Linked DNA regions of Zea mays: all the other regions are linked to region 2. The links are chromatin contacts, called in public Hi-C maps. All regions are on one chromosome and are shown on one strand. Each heading gives the region's core, a stretch centred on a gene start, on an enhancer-like site or on the middle of the called end of the contact. The rest is flanking DNA. Distances are from core to core; before and after follow the strand shown. Region 1 holds the start of LOC103639479. Region 2 has its middle 51 kb from the start of LOC103639495. Region 3 holds the start of LOC103639488 (intermediate cleaving peptidase 55, mitochondrial).

The links. Hi-C and Micro-C count contacts between places; a contact is called where the count stands out from the background.
Region 1: a Hi-C map of leaf shows a contact between it and region 2, with 5 times the contacts expected there. The contact joins the promoter of LOC103639479 here to the enhancer-like site in region 2. A contact is called at or near these places in 2 of 25 Hi-C or Micro-C datasets (endosperm and leaf).
Region 3: a contact with region 2 is called in a Hi-C map of tassel, with 2.1 times the contacts expected there. The contact joins the promoter of LOC103639488 here to the enhancer-like site in region 2. A contact is called at or near these places in 4 of 25 Hi-C or Micro-C datasets (bundle sheath, ear, leaf and 1 more).

Annotation. Positions count from the first base shown.
Region 1 is chr1:152,100,864-152,105,100 of Zm-B73-REFERENCE-NAM-5.0, reverse strand. LOC103639479 reads left to right here and starts at 2,906. Exons shown (of 1, transcript XM_008662230.4): 1 at 2,906-4,237. The coding sequence starts at 3,584.
Region 2 is chr1:152,299,428-152,303,215 of Zm-B73-REFERENCE-NAM-5.0, reverse strand. No RefSeq gene overlaps it. Among protein-coding and RNA genes, the nearest start is that of LOC103639495, 51 kb to the right of the region's middle. Within about 2 kb of position 1,790, at least 20 of the 20 cell types and tissues checked have an H3K27ac peak or open chromatin away from gene starts, as enhancers often do. A contact at or near this core is called in bundle sheath, ear, endosperm and 2 more, where this site is marked.
Region 3 is chr1:152,170,282-152,174,057 of Zm-B73-REFERENCE-NAM-5.0, reverse strand. LOC103639488 (intermediate cleaving peptidase 55, mitochondrial) reads right to left here and starts at 2,039. Exons shown (of 13, transcript XM_008662240.4): 1 at 1,830-2,039. The coding sequence starts at 1,865.

The DNA of each region.
Region 1 (4,237 bases), core at 1,657-4,156, 200 kb after region 2:
GCTGAGGAGGAGCATGAGGAGTGATGGGATAGGCTTCCCCATCCCTCCGTTTATTTATCGTTAGTTTTATTCCGCTGCATTCCGAACAATGAGCATTACTTTTGCTAAAACTTCGATGATGTTGTAATAAATTTAATACTCCTTAATTTATGGTTTTATGCTTTATTGTATTTGCTCTGTGCCTCACCATCGAGTGAGTACGTGGTACTTGATCCTGTTAGTGGCCTCGTCGGACTAGATCCGAGGGACTGACGTGTTATTCCTATTTAAGTGTGGTCTAGCCTCTAAGGTGGGACTTAGGCACTTAAGTTGGAATAATTCGGGCGGTTCCGCCACAGACGTTTGTTCGGTCATGCTCTCACATCTCACCTTACCTTGAGTGTCGATCCATTCAAAACTGAATGGCCTCAAAAATAACATTACACATGTATGCAATACCCCCGGTTGTGGGTCAGTGGTTTTGAACTAAGCCACTTGATAGTCCTTAACTTAGGGCTTAATAGAGGATGTCGCTGGCATTATAGTTTTTCAAATCTGTTTTTTCAAAACCAAACAATGTGTTTAGTTGAAAAATAAGTTTTTCGAAACCAAAACTTTTGTTTTGAAAATACGTATGTGACCGTATATACTTAATCTTGCTCCGATACCAGCTGTGGTAGAACCTCCCAAGTTATTGGGCCCACATGCACCTGCCCTTGTCTCAAAGACCTCAGATGGCTATGCATGTGCACCAGATAACTTAACAGGATCCGTCCGAATATCCTAGGGACCCCGGATAAACCACGTACAACCAAGATCGCAAGATTAAGTAAACACAAATCACACACCAACAATTTGCAGCGGAAATCTTATTACCAAATTTTACAAGTTACATCAAGTTTACATTGTACATGATTGGAGTGATTACAAAAGTGACTCAAAGAAATAACTTTGAACTGTTATAAATTATTTATAGTTTTGAAATATATATGCTAGCTTAAGTGACCATCCTCAATAAGAAGTATAGAAGAAGTACTTAGACTTATAGAAGGTCGTGCCCACTGGCGCTTAACACCAATCACAATCAAAGTGACTCGTAACCTGCAGCAACAATGTGAATAAAACCCTAAGTATGCAAGTACTCAGCAAGACTTACCCGACTAAAGAAAAGACTCTCAAGGATATGCTGGCTTAAAGGGATTCAAGGTAAAGCTCATCAAGTTTCAAAGACTCTTTTTATAGCAAAGCTTACTAGAAGTGGTTCCTTAAGCCAAAATTTTACATCACAAGTTAAGTACTTTTCCTGAATCTAGATTTGCCTAATCTAGAGCATTCACTTGTCCTACACTGGCTTTCTTTTAAGATCTAAATTTTGTTTTGCTTGTTATCTACGATGAGGGTCGAAGATTCAGTATTCATATTCGAGAAGTTCGGCGATCCGAATCGATTAATACCCAGCTGGGGATCTCCAACCACACGACATATGCTTCCCTTAATTATTTTGCACATGTCTACCATTCCCACGGATCCTCCACCACATGAACAGGTCCGCGCCACCCGAGAGCACACCACCCCTTTAGGCGGTCCTTTGCCAAGAGGGTACGTGCCACTCTCGCCATCTCTCCACTCCCAGTGTGCGATTGTCTTTTCATGTATGGAATAGCCGGGTTCAGGCTTGCCCTTGACGAGGTATGTGGCCAGATAAAAGGTCCTAGATCAACAGGAGACACTACACCGAGACTCAGACGGAGACACTACACCGAGACTCCTTTCTCGTGCAAGTCACCCGCCCGGTCTCAGCTTTATTAATTAAACCCAAAGTTTGGTACCTGACAGAGGTACATCTTTTCCGATGTTGAACCCATCAAGGCCCTGATGGATCCACCATCACAAGTTTTTCTTTGTAAAAATTCCCATCCACTGTGAAGCATCACTTTTTGTTTAAAACAAAACATTTTGTTTTTCTAAAGCAAGGCTAAGCATCATAAAATCCTTTTCATAAAAGGGTATCAAGGAAGGGTAATCACTTTTTCAAGAAAGGAAATGCATCAACGGTTTAGCACACAACTCCTATCACCTAATGCATCAAACAAGGTGATAAAGATTTTAAAACAACAAGGAGGTGGCAAATGCATCGGGGCTTGCCTGGATAACACTAGGTTAGTGTTTGTTAGGTGACGACCACTTGGCGATCATCCTTTTGTGTTGGCACTTGTTCAGTCCGTCCTTCTTCAGATTCGTCCATCAACATCATTCTGCGGAGTAGCCCACCCGCTACGTCATCTTGGGGTCGACTTGGGTCATCTTCCGCATCACGCGATCAATTAACATACCTGATGGGATGCACGATGCACATGTATGAACACGAGTATAAATAGTATAGATAGATAATCTATACTAAAAAGGATGAAACACTTATAACAAAATATTAAGCAAATACTAGCTAGCGATATAAGACTAATTATAATAATTACGCTTTTTCCAGCCTTTTCGGAGGTAAATCATCTATCGCAAAACAATAATATATATATATATTCACGCTCTACTTTCCTTTATGATTTATTAACACGATCATATTACTACATATGTTTTTACCAAGCATATTTTATATAATATACCGTCACACCAATCACTAGATAAGAAAATCATCGATCATATCCTAATTAACCTATCATACCTGCTAACTATCAAGGATAGCCAAAAAGCTTATCCTAGTTAAACTAAACTGCAGATATGCTGATGATTCTGATTCAACTATTTTAGGTAACAACAAACACGTACCTATGATAGTTACCCGGGTAATAAATACAAAATACGACGACTAGTATAGCAAGGTATCACTTTCTTACTTAAATATATTAATACGACCCATAATAATAGAAGTAATCGGCTAATCACTTCGTATACCAAATTTATTCTTCACGATATTTACGAAACCATACCCTGTATATACGAAGCAGTTTAATAAATATCAAACACCGCCACAATGTGTATGTTGCAAACAAGATAATCATCGACAAATATATATAACCAATCTGGACATCGAATCGATAGCAGGAGTAATCAATCGGCTTACCATACTTAAATCCGATTTGAAACCCCGAAATCGACGACGCCATTTAGCTCTAGCATTTCACCAAGCACATGGTGAGTGCTGCGTCGAATCACACTTCTTCATCTACATTGAGAATTCTCTGGCCGCGTACTGATTTATTTTCTTCTGCGCCTAATTTTCTCGGATTTTTGGCGTAGACGAGGATGACGATCGACGACTTGTTCGAGCTTTTGTCGAGCACTTTGTGAATATCACGCTGTTAGCTTCGTCTTCATCCGACTCTTGGGATTTCTTGATGACGCACGGAACGACGACGAGATTGAGTCTGAAGCGAGCTGGCGAGGACACGAATCCAGTGAGGGCTCTGGCGACGACGAAGTCACGAGCAAGGGAGGACGGGTTCAGTAGCTCGACGACAGACGCAAGCACGCGCAAAGCCCGATGAACGAAGAGCGAGTGCACCACAGTGACAACGAGTAGGCGCGCAAGCGCTAACGCGAGCCAGGGGCAAGCACGAGTGCTGGGGACAACAGACGACACCCGGCGAGCATGCAGCGAGGCACGCAGCAGCGACGACAGTCGAATCGGCAACAGAGCGTTGGTGAACTCGATGAATACGACCACGGACGTGGGCTGGCGCGGATAGGACAACGGCGACTGGTGAGCCCAACAGAGGAGCTTGCGCAACGACAACCAAACAGTGAAGCACACGCGCGCAGCCAGGGACTCAACGGGACGCTGGTTCCAGGGAGCCGCGCGAGAGGGAGCAAGAAGCCAATCCAACGGTGGTTCAGCAGCATGCGATGGCTGGGTCCGAGGGGGCAAGTACCCAAGCCAAGCGGCATGTTGAGGTCAGCACTCCGAGCGTACATGCTTTGTGCCCATGTCCGCGATGAACCAGCCGCAGGAGAATCCCGGACTCGGGCATGGAGGAAGCAGATGGCGCCCGAGCTGGGAGGGAGCTCCGGCCGGACTCGACAGAGGAAGCTGGGGGGTTGCGACTTCCATGGCCGAGTAGAGAACCGGCATGGGCGCGGCGACCAGCGCCATAGCGGGGCGGAGTTCGGGGAGGGGCTCGGTAGAGCGCGAGCAAGCAGAGAGCGCGGCGCGCGGCGACGGGGGCTCGGGAAAAGGGAAGCCGCGGCGCGTGCGCAGGGAGGAGCGGCCGAGCTAGGCATCAGAGAGAGAGAGAGAGCAGCAGCA
Region 2 (3,788 bases), core at 541-3,040:
CGGCTGGTAGCCGCAGGAGATAGCAAATTCTTTTAGCTCTGATATGTCCTTTTCGAAGAGCTGTTGGCCGCCCAAGTGCCGTAGGTCGAAATTCGCTCCTTCCGAAGAGGTTTCTTCAACTTTCTTCCCCTTATCAGAAACTACTGCAGCTACCTCTTTCTCCACAACCACGTCTGATATAAGTCTGTCCATTTTGGACAGAGTGGTTGTGAGATTTTCATCTTTGGCTGCAACGGTAGCTTCGGCATCAGTCGATTTAGCAGCTTTGTCTGCTGTAATGCCCGAAATTGGTATAAGAGAAAGTTAATAGGATAAATAAATAAATATACTTCTCTGCTAGAATTTTTAGGATTTCTTGATCTTCCTTTCTTTGTGCATTGTCAACTAAAGGAAGTAAAGTAGCCAAATGACAAATAAATAAATACGTGAATGTGCATTCCATGCTGGGTTCTTGTATGTTTGCATTTATATTCAAATTGTGAGATAAATTTAAGTTTCAAACTTTAGAATTTGGAAATAAAAGAGAAAAGAGAGGACAAGTTATTCTCTGCAAGAAATTTAAAGAATACCCTTAAATATATTCAAGATAAAGTGGCTCTTGGTAAAAGAGAAAACATTGTTTTTCCGTAAACAAGTAAGGTAATGAATATTTAATTTTCTTCTTACTTGGGATTTGATCAAACACACTCAAGAGTAATAATTATTCCTAAAAAGAAAAAAAAGGCATAATATACTTTGAACCTTTAACTAAACAAAGGAAACAAAATAATTGAAATAAATATATATAAGGCTATAAAAATATGTACTTTGCCTTCATGATTTTGGATGTTGCATTTAGATTAGAAATTGAAACTCATATTTGAATTTGAATCTAAATTGAGATTGGTAAAGGAAACATAAAAGAAAATATAAAAAAACTACCTGCTTACCTGGACCGAATTCCCCTTTGCCCGGCCCACTCATCTACCTCCAAAGCCCACTGCTGCACACCTCCACGTCTAGGTCAAGCCGACGTTTGGGCCCCACTTGCAGTCCCTCTCCGCTCTCCCTCACCTACCGTGTCGTGTCCGGACTTCTGAACGCGTGTCACCCACCTCACACTAACATGCAGGGCCCACTAGCCAGCCTTCCCCAATGCAGCCTCGCGGGAGTCACTGACAGGCGGGCCGTATTGGGTAGGATCTCCTGCTCCCTTCCTTCATCGTGATGTGCGAGCAAAAACATAACAAACCAACAGAAATCCTTAGAGTTCGGGAGGATCCGTTTGCTCGCCCCCATAGGGAATCCTTCATGGAATATATATACAACCCAGGACCCTGCTCATCCCCTGAAGTCGCGACAGAAGCCGCCACCAGAGTACCGAGAGCCGAGCGGGGGGAGGCAAAGAGTGTCACCGCCGCGTGTAGATTTACGATTGCGTCGTCGCCGCAGCTTCTGCGGTTTCCTGGGCGCTTCACTAGGGAGCACTGACCTTGATCGTGGTCGTTTCGGGTGTCGGAAGCTGCAGCTTGGTGTGAATTTTCTTGTCGGAGTAATTCCCCAGCCGCCAGGCTGCCATATGTCGCCGCCTGAGCTCCATGCTGCTCAATTTTTGCTAAGCTAGCTCCTACCGATTTTCTCGCGATCCCCATTTCCTATTGAGCTTGTCGATCGGATGACGTATGCCTCGAGGCGGTCGCCTTTGTGCTCACCAGGGACCTCCCCCATCGCGGCGGTGCCTGCACCACCGTCCCGAGCGGTGGTGAGGACGACGATGGCCTCATGGCCCTTTGATTAGATACGTGCGGTCGTGATAACCCTCCATTGCTTTATTGTCCCATGGTCATGGATCTGTGCATCGACAGTTACGATTAGATGAGAGAGTAACTTTTCGCGACGTCGAATCATTGTCGTTTGATGGAAATCGAGTGGCCGCAGTTTGATGTACCAGTTAACTATAAACTAGATCTAATCTGAGCCTTCGGTAGGATATCGGATGGATAGGGATCACAGATACCCCTCTGGATCGGACACTTTGCATAAGAGCCCTCCTGGAAATTGGAAACTAATCCGCTGTCTGTTTCTCATTGTAAAGAAAATAGAATTTAATGGATACTTTGCATATAAACCCCTGGAAGCCGTTTTTAGGTATAAAATTAACCCTAAATAACCTAGAATCTTGTTTAGCCCATATAACATCCGTTTTAACTCCGATTTACTCCGTTCCAATTGCGATGGTTTCATAATGACATCTTCCACACAATAACAACATTAGTTTTATCATGTCGCATATTTTTTTATGGATATAGTTTAAATTTATGTTTAGTAAATTGAACATGCTAATCAAAATTAACCTATCTACGTTTATAACCTGGCTATACTTATAATTTGACTAGAATATGACCTCTACTCCCGTTATAACTTAGATTATAATTGAATTATGTATTTATTTAGAATATTATTTTCATATGATTTATGTTAATTAATATAGAATATACTTTCAAACTGTTTGATCATCTAAAACTTCAGAAAACCCTATCCTATCAACCGTAGCTACAACTTTAGTTGTTTTCGATCTCACGACCTCGTAGTAGCACGTAGATCAGGTTGAAGATGTAGCCCGAAGGTGATAAGAATGGATGATGAAGCTATAGCCGAAGAGCTTTGGTTTGATGTGATGACGAAGACCAAGTATGATGATGACCGAAAAGAGACAAAGACTACTCAGTCCTCAATGATCTGTGTTATGATTATAGATGAATGTCAGGGGCATAAATGTAATTTTACCCGGGCTGCGTCCCGTGCCTATAAATAGATGAACAGTAGCACCGTATTGTTCACGCTGAATTGTAATCTCCCCCGCGTCAGTGCCTTCGAGCAAGCCGAAGGTATCAATGTAATATATATTTTGTTAATACTCATATATACTTTATGGAATGCAGATACGAATGGATTAATGAGGTGTACTCATTATATTTATCCTTGTGTATTCTTATTTATCTATAACATGATGCAGACATGTCCTTCATGACCTTCGTCTAATGATCATTATATCTGCGAGGAGGTAATGTTTCGGAAGACGAAGGTTCTTAATACCTAGCAAATGTGTTGCCTTGTTCTTGATTCACATCATTTGAGAACAAGTGACCAACAATTATAATTTAAAGAGGTGAAAAAACAATTATATTCAACATAAAAACTTAGCTAAAACTTTATAAAGTTAAACTTCAAAACTTAGTAAGCACTAACATAACTTTTCTCAGTTTTTCTTGAGATAAAATAGTGCACAAATATTTACATCATTATTCTCCTACAAACGATAGAAAAATAAAAAAGATTAAACAAAGTTACCGTTGGCACTATGCTTTAAGGGCATCCAGCCTATATTGATCCAGTCTAGATGACCTGTCAGCCCTCCCCCCTCCACGTGAACGCTACGCTGCAACATGGTTCTAGGTCATGAGAGCATTTCCCCACATGGGCAAAAAGTAGGCTTGGTCACCATGTGCCCTTGGATGCTAATCTGATGGTCATAGTGCCTCTGTGTTCAATCCCAAATCATATAAAATGCAAGATTTTCACTGCCACCGGGGAAATTCTAACTAGTATTTCTCCTTGGCGCGACGTTCTCTTCTCCCTCTCCCTTCACAAGCGAAACTTCTCCACGTTCTCCTCTAACTCAAGTGAGAAAGAGCATGGTTGAGGCATGGCACTACCCGTAGGGCCCCTCGCCGGTGTGCGCACTCTCCTTTGGGCTGAGTGCACTGCCATTGAGTGGCCACTTGGTGGTGCCATGAGTGCCCATGGAC
Region 3 (3,776 bases), core at 790-3,289, 130 kb after region 2:
CATGACCGTTGACATTACTTCTTTGAATAAAAGTCTGAAACCCGCCAATGATGGCACTATCTCAGCAGGAAGAGAGCAGTATCAATTCTGCACATGTCAAGGCCACAAACACGAATTTCTTTCATTTCTTCACAATTGACAACTTCTCACTGTCCCAATTCAACTCCTGTTTAGAAAGCACTTTATCGAAATTATCATTTACAGTCATGCTTAAAAAGGCGTCCATTAAGCGTCGCTTAGGCGCTAAAGTGGGCTCACAGGGCAAGGCGTCTACCTCGCCTTGTCCACGGACATAAGGCGTCCGCTGCGGCGTAAGGTGCCCTCGGGGCGACACCTTAGGGAATAGGGAGGGATTTGAGAGGGGGGGTTAAGTGAATTGGACCGCACGGTCACATGCCTATCGGGTCAGAGCTTCAAGAGACGGCTCGGAAGAGAGAAGAGCGCTTGAGCTGTGGCGGCGGCGGTGTGCAGCTGCAACCTCATTCCCCGGCGGCGCCCACAAGCAGTGCACGGGCGTGTTCCCTCTCTCAGCTCAGGCGGCGCGTGGGCATGGGGCAGCTGCGCTTGCGGCGGCACACGGGCGTGCTCCCTCTTTCAGCTCAGGCGGCGCGCGAACGTGGAGCAGCTGCCTCGCGGCGGTGTGCGTGCTCCCTCTGCCCTCTCTGTCTCAGGCGGCGGGCGTGCTCCCTCTGCCTTCTCCTGCACTCCATCCCTCTATAGATTACAACCTCTGCTCCTGGACTCCTGGTATAGCCTCTGTCCCCTTCCTCCACTGCTACCCTTGAGCATATAAGTCATGTACCTCATCACCTATAGATACTGTCATCTCCAGCACATCATCTCCCTGTCGTTCTTTGTAGTTGCCCATTGGTGCTATGCAAGCTAGAGCTGTGTGCTAATAACTCTTCCAACACTTAACTTTCTGACCATCTTACCTTGATGTGTCGCCATCAACCACTTGGTTTGAGTTAGACTTCGGGTTCCATGGGTAGTGATAAGTCAAAAAAAAAGGGCAATCAAGTTGTCAGCAATCAACATGGAAGCCGACTTTGTCTTATGATCATACAAGTACTCATCTTCCCCCAAGCCTAGCTGTTGCAACAAGGCATCATGCACGGTCATGTCAGACGGCATCTCTTTGTCCCACACAACCTCACTAGGCATTTCATCAAACGCCTCTTGTGACTCTCCGATACAGCAGAGGCCCTGAAACTATCTGCTTAGTCTGTGCTATTGTGCCATCCTTAAGAGACATTTCATCAAACATATCAGCTAGAGGATCCACGCCAAACTCCCAAGAAAGGGAGCGCTGGTGAGCTGAATGAGAGTGAACATATTGTCATTAGCTGGCTGAGGAAGTAGCTTGCTCCCCTCACCACCACTACTTACCAAACTCTGCTAATTGCTGAAACAGACTGGCCTGAAGGTCAAGGTCATACCACATCCTTGCAAAGAATGTCATCAGACACATCTCGTGCAGCAACTCTCGATGCAACCGCAGCCTGGAACATGATCTACTCAGCAGGTATTGCTGCGTCATCCCATAGAGGCGTTAGCTCGAACAACTAGTGGGCATCCTTCTCAAACACCACCGTTGTCAGTTGCCATGGAAACTAAACTACTTGCTCAGGCCACACCGCCACCTGCGCGCCCGGAGGCCTGGAGTACCGGCTCGGCCGCCACACACATGCACGCCGTCACCCAAGGCGAACAGCCAAGCGACAGAATCCCAACCTCCCCTCCTCCCAGAAAATGAAAAATCAGACAAAGAACGATAAGGGAGGAAGGGCGAAGAAGTGTTGGGAGTGGGGAGCATCAACCATGCTTACCTCGGTTGCTCGCAGCAGCCGCGCCGCCATGGCCATCGGCAACAGCCTCCTTGAATCCCTTTCTCGAGTTCGCTTCTCTCTCGGTCCCCTCCTGCTGCGGTGCGAGATTCTCTCTCTGGCTCAAGTTCGCTTCGCCTTCTCTCTAGTTGTCACCGATCTTAAAACACAGTTAAGGCCCTTTGGCATGGCCCTTTCGAACCGTCAAAAAAAATATAACTTCTCGTCAAAAGCCCATCAATGGTCAAGAGCCCATCAAAAGTCAGAGTCGTTTTTTTAAAGAGCCGGAGCATAAAAAATATGATTGTAACAGCTCCTCTTACATTTTACATGAGCACATAAAACCTGTTCGCGTACGATCCGCATGTGCGCAAAATCAGTTAAGGTTCCGAGTTTATCGCAGAATTTGTTAGCCTGTAGATTAATTTGAAAAATTACTTGTAGCGAGTCTAGACCTCCCCTTTATATAGATGAATGGCTACGGCCGATTGAACACCCTACAATCGATCAAATAAGTCTAATTATCATTTTTACCGTATGCATTAGGAGTAGTTCTAGTTTAGCCCTAGTTTACTCTTCTTCTGTCTCAAATCCTCACCTCTTCGGCTCTACTTCGACTAGAGGCGTTTTGTGTTGTCTGCGGACGCCAAGACACACCCTAGGATCTCTTCTCCCTGACGGGGTCCCTCCCGTGAGCGAGATTCAGGCGCTGCCGACGAACTCCGCCGCCCTGCGCACGCGTAGACCGTCCGACTCGTCAGGCAAAAACTCTAGCCTCTACGCCAGGTTGCGGACCGTCCGACCCCTAGCCGCGGACCGTCCGCGCCTCCGCAGAGAGCACCGCCGCTGATTCATCTCCAGTGTTTGACGTCCGAATCGGCGCCAACACACGTCATTTGAAATAAACACAATAGAAAATGTTTTGTGAAACAAATTACAAAACAGCTCTAACTCCTACAGAAAGGGCAATGAGCCAAAGGAGCGAGAGCCGAAGTTGTTTTTGGAGGAGCCGAAGCCCTACCAAAGGGGCCCTTACTGATGAGGACATCACTTCTATATATACAATAAATGGACCGATAACACGATCTCGTGCACGACAGCTAAATCTCCAGGTACGTTCTACCCTTGTCAATTGTGTTTTAGAGCTTACGCTTGGGGCCATGGATGTTTTGATGATTAGGTACCTTAGAGAGAACCAGTAAGGACTTGGGAAAGGCCAAGGTGTTGAGGAGGAGCAGCAAGGGCGTCCACAACAGGAAGGAGATCAAGTCCGAGTCGGTTGCGACTCTATCTCGGGTTCCAGGACCAGTCTGCACTAAAATTGACGCCCAAGATGCATCCGGACTCCGATTGCAACGGACTGGATATGGTTGGAAAGATAACGAGATTATCTAACCAACCCAACTGGTTCCACCCTAAAATTCATCCGGAGTCAACGGGAATCGTCGAAACAAGTCAGCGTTCAGATTCTGTTTTGGTGCTGCGACACCGTCTGTTGGGCCATTGGGCCGTGTATCGCGTCGGAGCCCATTAGGGGCGAGTCTAGGGCTACGCACGCCCTAATACTCTATTTATTCAGCAGCCGCCGCCACATTTAGGTTTGGGTTTTGCTTAGATCAATTCTGTCATCGAACAGTGTCGCCGTCATCGGCTTATGAGACCCCCTCCCGTAATCAATACAAGTTTGGTTGCGTTTCTTTCCTGTTCTTGCTTGTGTTGTTGATTGCGCTTGCAGGGATAAGCTTTCGTGGCGAGGTCATTCGTGTGTCACGGGTGATAACCAACGGAGCCGTGGTGTAGTGATTGCGAGGAACCGTTTGCTCGGAGCCTTGGATCATCAACGTCGAGATCTCCACTCAATCAAATTATCGTATCTCACGGAAGATCGGGCCGCGTCTACTATCAATTGGTATCAGATTTCCAGGTTGCCCGTGAGGTATAATTCTACCT